2 separate regions of the Mus musculus genome follow, and region 2 is linked to region 1. Evidence: chromatin contacts called from public promoter capture Hi-C data. All regions are on one chromosome and are shown on one strand. Each heading gives the region's core, a stretch centred on a gene start, on an enhancer-like site or on the middle of the called end of the contact. The rest is flanking DNA. Distances are from core to core; before and after follow the strand shown.

Region 1 (5,335 bases), core at 967-3,466:
GAAATGGTCGCACAGCAGCAAGTAAGTTTCCAAGCCACAGAACTCATGTAGCCCCTCTGTTTCTGTTGATAGGAGAAATGAGGTAGGTCTAGGGAAGATTATAATCCTTGAGGGTGGACTCGATGGCAAACTCGGGAGAAGACCCTGTTCTGCCACTCTGCACAGGGCAACATGGGTGAGCGCTGCAGGAACACACAGCATTCATTTGATTTTGAATCAAGTTTTGGTGTTTGAGAGTTTGGACATGTTTTACTGTTGCCAAGCTTTTTGCACCCCGCTCTGTTCAGTGACAAATTCTCTATGTAGGTCGATACCCACAGTTTGAGAAGCTGAGGTTTACTGTCTCTTCTGCTTTCGGGCTGGAGACAGCTAAGAGTTAAGAGATGAACTCCAAGTGTAACATCTCAACCACTTCAGAGGTCTCCTGAGGACTGAGTCTTCATGCTGCAGAGGCTGAGAGAGACCCAAGGGCTCAGATTTCTTAGACTCAGCCTTCCTGATCCGAGTCCTCTTGACCTTCCTGGTAGCATTGACTCCTCTATTAACATCTTGCTACTGAAAATATCAAAGCAGAGTCGGTTTTGCTGGATTCTACCCTTGTAGTTCCACAAATTGGTTCCTCTGAGAGGATCAGCATCAAGAAGGTGCAGGCAGGGAGTGAAGAAATTGCCCTAAAGAGCTGGAAGGAGAGAAATTAGTGTTAAGTTGTCACCTGACACATGGAAGGTAGATGTGAATATATGTTTCCTTAGCCTGCGCACGGGGAAGACGATATAACTTAATTCTCAGGGGCTGTGCATGATTATATTACAAGGAGAGAGTGCAGGAAATCTGTCAGGGTGACAAACCAAGCTGAGAAAGTAAAACAAATATCCAGTGAGCCATGCCTTCTTCATTCTAGGAACTCCAGTTTAAGAAACCTCTGCTGGGCATGCTCTCCTGTCAGAGAGAAGAGAGTCTATCAGGTCACACTGGCAAGAAAGTCTGGCAGCAGGACTCATGTCATGCCATTTCTGTGTACAGTCTATGGCCAAGCCTAGTGTCAAGGGGTAAGATGACTCAGTTCCTTGGGGAAGGGCAGCAGATAGCTCTGATAATCTTTAAAATGTCCCAACTAGATCAACGTTTTATACTCTTCTATATAGTACTGAAACTGTTATAAATTTAATTTGGTGGTAGGCAGGTGCCGTAGAGTATGCCTGCAATCCTAGATACCCAAGAGACTGATGCAGGAGGATTGTAAATTTGACACAATCCTGTCTCAAAGAAAACTAATAGAATGAATTAAAATGAAGGGCCGAGGATAGAGCTTAGTTGATCAGGTTCAACCTCCAGTGTAAGAAAGAAATTAATGGGATGTCTCTTTTCTGGTGTGAGAATGTTTACACAATGGCAACCTTCAGTTCTCTATTCTCACTGCCATAGGAAATGGTGGTGGTAGTGTGTGTGTGTAGGGGGAGGAGGGGGGTTCTCAGACTTCCCCAATAGAAATGAATAGAGGTAATATTCTCTAAGGGAAAGTCTAGAAGGCAGTAGATGTAAGTGCCAAAATATGGCAGCACATATTTTAGGTTCCATTGTGTATTTAAGAATTAAGGCATTCCACAGAAACCTTCCACCAAAGATGGCTCTTACTGGGCTTTCCATTTGAAAGACAGACTGTCTGCTGGCACTGCAGCAAACCTTCCCAGCAGCAGATTCAAGGGTCCATGTGCTGTCAAAGCTAGTGTTTTGGGTTCAGATATTCACACCCACCTGACAACTGCCTACCTTCTGTATTCTACCCAGGGGTCAGGGGTGCCACTTTCCAATCCGAGATCACCATGTTTCCCCAAGACACAGCTGTTCATCGGGTGGTTTGAGGACAGAAAGAAAATGTCCATTCCATCTTGTGTTTCTGACTTCGTGGGCCTCACCTACTGGGTGGAGAGGAAGGGAGGCTCAGAAGCCTCCATTATGTCCTCACAGGCCCTTTGCAGACACAGGCACATCTATAAAGTGCCCTGGCACCTCCTCATGTCGCCTCTCTGCTTGGTTTTCTGAGTGGCGTGCTGAACACACGGGCGGCAGTGGCTGTCTCCATTTACATTCATTTCTTGGGTAGGAAAGCAATTGTTCTCAGATGATAAGAAATCGTGCTCTCGAGCATCCCCAAAGTGTGCTTTACTTCCCTGGCTCGGGAGGCGGCTGTCACTGCTGGCGTTGCTGGCGCTGTGCTCTGGTTTGTCTTCAGTGAGTGTCTCACACTCCCAGCCCTGCCACCTCCCTTCCTACTGTGTTTGGAGAGTTGTTTGCTTCTATGTGTTATTCAGTAAAGAGTGCACACATTTTGCATTTCAAAAGCTGCTGAGATGCTTACTGGGACCAAGCCTGGGTTGATGCCGGACCTGACTGACCTCTCCAGCGGCCAAAGCGAACTAAACATTTCAGTCTCTCACTGCCTCTTCTGGATGCCTCCCAGATGAACACAGACTAAAAACCACACTAGTGTTCTTTATCATTTTGTCTTCTGTCTTTGTTTCCTGAAAGGCACATTGCAATGTCTCTCTAACATTTGGACGAAGTAGAAGCTGACAAGAGAGCTCAGGCGGACCAATGCCTTGATGGGAACAGAGTCAGAATTCCTGTCCCCAGTACCCAGACCCACACAACCGCTTCTTTTCATTTCAAATAAAAATCCTTCTCGTGCCTCATGCTTAGAAGGAGATTCTAGTAACACTACCTTCAATTATGCTGCTTTTTAGGGGAGACTAACTTTGGGGCCAATTATGAAAGTAAGGAGACCTGGAATGGTGTGAATGAAGTTCAAAGATGAAATGGGAAAGAATAATAGAATTAATCATCCCATAATTCTTTTCAACCCAGGACCCAAGGAATCCACAGGCACCGTGTCACCGAGTCAAATGAGCTATAATGGAGAAGCCAAGCAAAGGCCTTTTATAAGTTCCATCTTTCCTTCTCTCCGTCTGTCTGGCCTTCTCGGTACTTGCACTTTATCTTTGGATGAAAGACAAGCAAACTCTGGGCCAGGCACCAGAAGAGAATGAGTAGGAATAACAGCAAAAAGGGTCCATTGCCAAGAGCGTGGAGGAGGCTCCACGGCAGAGCCAAACCCTTGACTGGCACTGCGGGGTTCTGAAGCCCGGGACATCTGTGGAGCTGGTCACCTCAGGAGGGGAGACTTTTCTGTCTTGGCTGATGCCTTCCCTGCACAGTGCCTCTGGCTGAGTTTGTTCTTGGCTGATTCTCTCTTATGGCAAGGCAGGTGCTAGAGGTAGGGGGGAGCCAGGGAGCTTGAAGTCCATCCACTGTTGTGATAAGAAAGCAAAGGAGAATATGTTTGGTGGATCACATATGAGAATCCCGACTCCATCTTGAGGGTGAGCTGGAGGAGCCGCCTCTGTGAGGCTGCCATGGTCACTTATAGAATAGGGTTGAATGCTGGAATTTTCCACGTCTGCTGAAGACACACAGTCTGTGGATTGGTGAATGCTTGCTGTGAGTGCCTCTTCAGCTGTATGTAGGAAGTTACAAAATGGATTTTGTTGTCTGTGGAAGATTTACTAAGCTCCCTGGCTGTCCAGTTGCATGAGTGCTGTCCTCTGGGTGTTGCATGGATGGCTATGAAAGAACACACTTGATCTCTTTAAGTCTGGCCATATTAAGTGGGTGGGGAATATAGACATGAAATAAGTTATTGTGAAATATTAAAAGCCAAATATTTTCCTGAGAACTGAAGGTTAAGGTTATGAAAAGTCTAGACAGCTTGAGGTCCCTCAAAGTTCAGGCCCTTCTTTAACTCCAGTGTAACTAGGTCTGGCCTGAGCATCCACTGCCAGCACACAGGCCTGGGCTCTCAGATCACTTCAGCTGGGACATCCACAGTTCAAAAACAATGCAAGTCCAAGCACCCAGAAATGTTTATGAAGGCTGGCTAAGAGACAGTTTCTTTCTTTCTTTTTTTTTTTTTTAAATATCACTTTTTCACAGTTATTTTCAGAGAAACAGAAATATTGACTTGATAGCATTATCCAAGGATGATTCAAGTATTGGTGTGTGATTAGTGCCAATTGTGTAAAATAGTTCCAATAAGAGAGATTTTTGTAAGTTCTCTGTAGGAAACACATACCTGGTACTGTCATGTCCAGCATGGCTTGGTCCTGGACACATGACTGGGGCAACAGAGGAAGGAAGAAATGCTAGAACTGAAGAAACAACAGATACATATAGAGCAGAGCTGGGACTGGGTGGACTGTGCTCACGCTTACATAGGGTACCTACTATGCAACCCTGAAACTCATTGCTCGTGTTATGCACAGCATGAGGAGGAGGGGTTAGGCAATCTTAGTGGTAGCTTTCTATAGTGAAGCAGTCTCCAGCTGTATTCATATGGGAAGAGGAAGGTGCAGTCTGTGCTTTCTGGGCACTGCCAAAATCCACACAGAGACCAGAGGAAGGCTTTGCCATCCCCCAAACATGACCCGGAGAAGCCTTTACCATTCTCACTGATCTGAGACAATGGGGCCCTTGACCTGGCCATGCTCATGCCAACAATACACATTCACTCAGGACTTCATCTGCTCACCAGATAGTTCTGTAAGTCTGTCCCAAACCCTGTGGTTGGGGAGCTCACAAGCCACATGGGGAGCCTGCTACTCTTATTCAGTAGATGAACACAGTACACATTTCTCACTAAGTTCATATGAGAACTTATGGCCTTCCACTCTCACACCTCACCAGATAACTCTCTGGGTATAGTAGATGTAGTTAATGCAGAAACTCACAGTCGGTCCTAGGGAAGAGAGTAAGTGTCAATAGAATAGTCAGTCACAAATGGGACATCTACATATGATTCTCTCCCCAAAGCTCAAGGACCACTGTAGAACAGGTGCTAGATAAGAACCAGAGGCTAAGAGGTGGAGAATCAGAGCAAAACAGTATCTTATGGACATGGTAGGACCTCTGTTCTTATGAGCTCATGGCAGCTGCTTGTCTGCACAAGAGTTGCACAACATCAATCCACTCAACACTCTATCATAGAGAGGAAAGTGGTTCTTGAGCTCCCACTCTTAACTGAGAAGCTATTGACAATTGATGGCTTCCAGGGAAGGGAGCATCAGTTTTCTTTAAGGGTGTGACTTCTCACAGATGGATTATGCTCCAGTGTATCTGCCCCATACATATATGGGCATCACAGATTGGAGTTAATAAGTGGTCTAAACAAATAAAAAGAGGATGCAGGGTTGGAGAGTGGATTATGATCAAAATACATTACATGACATTATCAACATATCCACAAAAAGTCCATTGAGTGTCAATGTATGCAGTAAGTAAG
Region 2 (5,335 bases), core at 760-3,259, 2.3 Mb after region 1:
GTTCAAGTGTTTGTTCATTTTAACATCTATTTTTCAAAAACTTTGCTGGAACAACTATTTCCCAAGTATAATAACTGTTAGCCTTGCCAAAACAATTTAAACTTCTTTTTCAATCCTCTCACCATTGAAAGAAAATAATTAGACCTTTGGGAGTAAGATATCATCACTTAAAAGTTTAGCTTTAGAAAATTCATAAACCCTTGACCCTCTTTAAAGATAGCTGCACAATACTGGGAAAACTTTGCCAACTCAAAATAAGAGGCTTATGATTTACCAATGCTAGTCTAAATCATCTGGCTCCAAGTTAACTCGTAAGAAATAATTGTGTTTAATTCATGTTAAAACTAAATTATCTTTCAATCAGCAGGTAGTCCCAAGTTAAGAAAGTTAACCAGATAAAAGTATTACTCATTCAACTTACATAAATTAACTGATGAAATGGATGGAACTTGGGATAACTGTTTTCTGTTATCATTTCTGTTTAGTTTAATAAGTAAGGGGAGTCCAGTGAGGAACTGGGAAAACTCGTCTTGAAACTGCATCACTACAGTTTAAGCCATGATGAGAAACTTTATACCTGGAGCACTTTTAGCTATGACTACTCAGTCACGATATGATTCAGCAGCTTTGCTACTCTATTAAACCGCTTTTCAGACCACCAATACTTGAGAGCATAGGTTCTTTACCTCACCTTTATCAGAAGACATGGGGAAAACTATTAAGGAGATACTTTGAAACTTTGAAAAATTTCAAAGCTTGACAATTACTCATCAGATTTCTGTTTTCAAAGGCATTCTGCAGACAGTTTCCATGATTAGCTCCCATTCTGGATGGCCCAGCAAATCCCGCTCTAAACTGGCACTTAGCGCGTATTAAGCGCCCACTGTGTGCAAGGAGAAAGCATTCTACAAAGCAAAGGGGCATGAGGCTCTGCCTCATTTTATTCGTGCATAAATGCACAGCAGTCGTGATTTACTCTCTCAACTTTGCAGAAACGTGAGCTGCATCCACATGGTCGAATCCATGTCATTCATTTGGTCTTCTCGAAGCAATTCACAGGTAGCCTCACCCAGGGAACCGGCTGCCCTCTTCACCCACCAGGCCACTCCGGGGAGCGGCCACACCTTCTGCAGGTGGCTGGGTCTTCTGAGCCAGAAGCACCAGACCCATCTCCCTCCGCAGGGGTGGGGATGAGCGTGCAAATGTGATGCAAGGACTTCCGTGGGGCGCAGGACTTAGGAGGTCCCTGGGTCCCGGGAGACACAACCGGCCCCGCGGGGCGCCCCTCCCCCGCGTCCCCGCGCCCGCGCCGCGCAGGCCCCGCGGGGACCGGCGCACCTCCGGCCTAGCCGCAACGCGGGCGCCGCGACACGCCCGCCCGCCGCCCGCGGGCTCCCCTCTGCTACCGGGGCCTCGGGGCGCTCCGGCCAGGGATGGGCGCGGCCCGCAGCCGCCCGAACCGCAGCCGCCGCGCCAGGCCGGGCCCCGCGCCCGCGCCGCTCAGAGCACGCAGCGCCCCGCGCCCCGCGCCCGCCGCCGCCGCCGCCGCGGCCCCCTCCCGCCGCGCCACACCTAGCAACCGGCGCTGACAGGACGCAGGCGGGGGAGGAAGCGGAATGGCTGCCGCCGCGGCGCCTCCCCGGCTCCCGCCAGCCTGACAGCTCGGGCCGGGCGGAAGCGGCGTGCGGCACCCGCCCCCCGCGGCCCGCGCCCGCCCTCACCCTGCGGCCGGCCATCCCCGCGCCCCGCGGCCCTCCACGCCCGCACCTTCTCGGGCGCCCGGCCCGCGCCACCCCGGGGCTCGCCCGCCGCCCGACCCCCGCCCACCCGGGCCTCACCGATGTGGTTGTCCTCGATGTGCTCGATGAGGTCGGCCAGCGTGGGGAAGTGGAGTCCGCAGCCCCCGAAGCGGCAGGTGTTGGAGAAGAAGGAGGCGGCGGCGATGCCTGTCATGGTGCTACATCGAGAGCCCCCCGGAGTCGGCTCTGCGAGCGCCGCGCGCGCGGAGGCGGAGGGAGGGGCCGGGGAGGGGGCAGGCGCGGGGAGGGCAGCGCGAGCCCGGGACGGAGGAGAGGGGGCGCGAGGTGGAGCGCAGCGCCGAGCCTCCGGGAGGCAGCGGGAGGCGGCGGGAGCTCGGGGGAGGGGGCGGGGAGGACTCGGCGGCTGGGAGGAGGGAGCAGGCGCGCGCCTGCAGCTGTGCGGGCCCCAACCTCCGCGACCCAGGCCTCACCTGGCAGCTCCCGCCTCCAACTTTACGTCCCTGGGCCTGCCCTTTCGCCCTGTGAGGTGCCTGCAGTCCGCTTGGAGCCTCCCTTGGTTATGCGCGCTACATTCTTAATAGATACACATCTATTAATTACACATGCTTTTCACCCCAGAGGAGCACTCAGGGAGTTACCCAGCCCTCTTAGGGACATTTGTTTGCACTTGGCCACCTGTCTAGGTGTGACGATGGTATTCACTAGGGACCCAGGAAAGGTAATTGTGTGCACCTTGTTCTTTAAACTTTCTCATTTAAAAAAAAAAATTAAAAAGTCCGTATTCTCTGGAGGTTAGTAGGAACTAATTGATTTTAATGAAGCTTTCCCCCTAGGCCAGAAGAAAAATCTTAGCTTTATTTAAATTTCAAAATAGAGCGCTTGGTTGTCAAGTGCATTTGACTGTGTTTTACATATGTATCACGTTTGTTCTCCCTGATTCTTCTGAGAAAACAAAAATCTCAATTTCTTTACCCCAAATTCCCGCACCTCCTGAACCCCGTGTTGTGGCTCAGGTCTGGCAGTGCTGCTCCAAAGACGAAAGGGGCAAGTGTAGAGGTTTGGAAATGAAAGTCAAAGCAAATTCGATTTTCACTTAAAAAGAAGATTTCACCAATCAGTTAGGATTATATCATCCTGTGAGCATTTAAGCCATACTGTTGACCAGATAGCCTCTTAAGAACCAGTTCTCTTCTGGTCTCCAACCGCAGTTGCAGTTACATTTTACCTACAAGGTGTATATTTTCTTCCAGGTGTTCAAGAAGCACCAGGAGATGTGCATGATTCGAGGGTGTAATTTTTAAAAAATTTATTCATGCATTCTGAATTTAGCATTTGTCTTTAGAACAATTTCATTTACCCGCTGGTGCATATACCTAGAAAAATAACAACCCTGTCTTTTTAAACTGCATATACCACTTGTGTTATCTCTAATATTAGGATTGTTAGGGCACTTCGTGTAAATGTAAATGCAGACATATGCAGTATTTCTGTCACCGGAGAAAATTTTCACAATCTCCCAGTCACAAAGGCTGAGGCTGAGTTCTCTCACCCATCGACATTTTTGTCTGGTCTGTCGCTTCTTTGAGCCTACAAGGTGACAAATTTGCCAAGGGGAGAGTTGAGTTGAGTATGGTTGGGGCAGCAGGTCATTAAAGTTCAGTTTGTTGCCAGAAATAATTTCCTGGGACCAAGTGAGGATGGGGGAAGGGCACCCAAGGGCTTGATAATGAGCCAGGGACCCGCTAGGCTGGAAGCTGGGGCCAGACAAGGGTCTAAAGAGCAGGAGGTAGAATTCTCCACCGTGAATTAGAATTTTGGCAACTGTGCAGTGTGCCCTGCTGCCCAGACAGGGAGGAAGGCCGTTAGCTGAGAGCAAGCAGGATATCTGGCAGATAGACTTCACGCCCAGTGACATGGAAATGCAATGAGAAAACTCCAGCCAAGAATGATGCCAGATCAGCCTCCTTAGAGATGCTAGGCACCCCAACTCTGCAGCAGCTGGGGGAGTGCCCCGAGCCTTGAGGTGACAATTCTGTTCTCAGGAGGAATGACTCTCTATGTGGAGTTATCAACTGCAGAGAGTGTAGGAGGCCCAGAGGTGGCTCAAGCAAGAGAACTCCTCCATGGAAAGGCCAGGAGAGTGTAAGGGAAAGGAGGAAGGAAGGGGGCTGGGAGCTATTAGTACATACCTCTTGGCTACCTTCAGTCCCTACCCTCTACTATTACAAAGTGTGCCTGCCAAAGTAAAAGCCTGGTCAGCCAAATTGAGCATATTGATTATTTTTAATGTGAAGAAGCAAAGTAACTATAAAAATGAATTATAATTTTCAAAGAGTTCAAATTATTTTGTGTGTCAAACCATTACATTTTGTGGGGAAAAAATCAGTATATTACTACAACTCAGCATAGAATTGGGGCTTGCTTAGTTGGCATCCTGCTCTTTTAATTGGCACACTTCTTTTCTCTTTTCGGTGTTTTAAAATCATCATCATTTACATCTTCAAGTCTACTGGTTTTGTATACACACCAAAGCAGCAATTGACAGGGACAAACCACAGGGTAACCACAGCAAACAAATGAAAAATAAACGCTTTGCAGTGAATACTTTACTTGTGCTCTATTACGTTTTAAAATGTTTGTTGCACGTTTGTACTTTTAGATAAAGTCTATATCTAGGCTATAAAAACCATGTAAACCAAGCACTTCATCCTGTGGCTTCCAAGAGACTGGTACACTTCTGTTTTGAGAAAACATTTATCTGTCTCACTTGGGGGAGTGAAGCTGTCTCAAAAGGGCAGGGTGGCAAGAGAACCAAAGAGTCAGATAAGAGAGTGGCCATGAACTACACGAATTCCCTGCCTCCGAGATCCTTTTTTTTTTTTTTTTTTTTTTTTTTTGGAAAACTGCTAGCCTCTCCCTGGAGCACTGTACCTCTCTGGGTCAGTATGTCTACTCAACATAGGGTGTAGAGTAATGCCATAGGGTAAAGGTGGCACTCCAATGACTTGCAACTAAGTGACATTACAGATAAGAGTCTCCTACATCTTACTATGCCAGGGCCCTCAGGATGGGCAGCTGCCAGGGAGGTGGGAACACGGTGGTTTCGTGGAAACACCTGAAAGCCAGCAGAAGGTCTGTTATGCCGTTGTCTGATTTCCACACAAGGATTTCAAGATACCCAGACAATCAAAGCATGCATTTCCTGTGCCCAATGTGGACCTGTGTCAGTGCTGTCAAGGGGACAGCCATATACAGGCCTCCAGGAAGTGCTTTTCAGGTTTACTCACTACTGCCTTCTTGGTGACTTAGGGGCATTCCTTTTACCCCCACTACTTTGAAGGATGAATGAGTTGTGAGATCTTCAGCAGCTCTGGGAAGTCTGCAGCCACCTCTACCGAGGTCTGATGCGTCCCTCTTTCCAGCTCTTAAGAACTAAGGCTGCACTTTCACCAATAGCAGCCCTTCTGTCAGAGATGGCATGTTTTCCTTAGGCTCTGCCTTCTTCCACAGAGCACTGTTACTGTTCTGCACTCTTGTTGCCCGCTTATGCAACAGTTTGTCAAATTGATCTTTTT

What was found. Promoter capture Hi-C pulls out the DNA fragments that hold promoters and counts their contacts.
Region 2: a promoter capture Hi-C map of hippocampal neurons shows a contact between it and region 1, with 5 times the contacts expected there. The contact joins the promoter of Jazf1 here to the enhancer-like site in region 1. A contact is called at or near these places in 7 of 39 promoter capture datasets (3T3-L1-derived adipocytes, the HPC-7 cell line, embryonic stem cells and 3 more).

The regions. Positions count from the first base shown.
Region 1 is chr6:50,781,430-50,786,764 of GRCm38.p6, forward strand. The region is part of intron 2 of C530044C16Rik (RIKEN cDNA C530044C16 gene); the gene reads left to right. Among named protein-coding and RNA genes, the nearest start is that of C530044C16Rik, 8.0 kb to the left of the region's middle. Within about 2 kb of position 2,217, at least 22 of the 459 cell types and tissues checked have an H3K27ac peak or open chromatin away from gene starts, as enhancers often do. A contact at or near this core is called in hippocampal neurons, where this site is marked.
Region 2 is chr6:53,066,615-53,071,949 of GRCm38.p6, forward strand. It overlaps Jazf1 (JAZF zinc finger 1), which reads right to left and starts at 2,010. Exons shown (of 5, transcript NM_173406.3): 1 at 1,839-2,010. The coding sequence starts at 1,953. It overlaps Gm33097 (a long non-coding RNA gene), which reads right to left and starts at 1,381. Exons shown (of 2, transcript XR_377680.3): 1 at 1-1,381.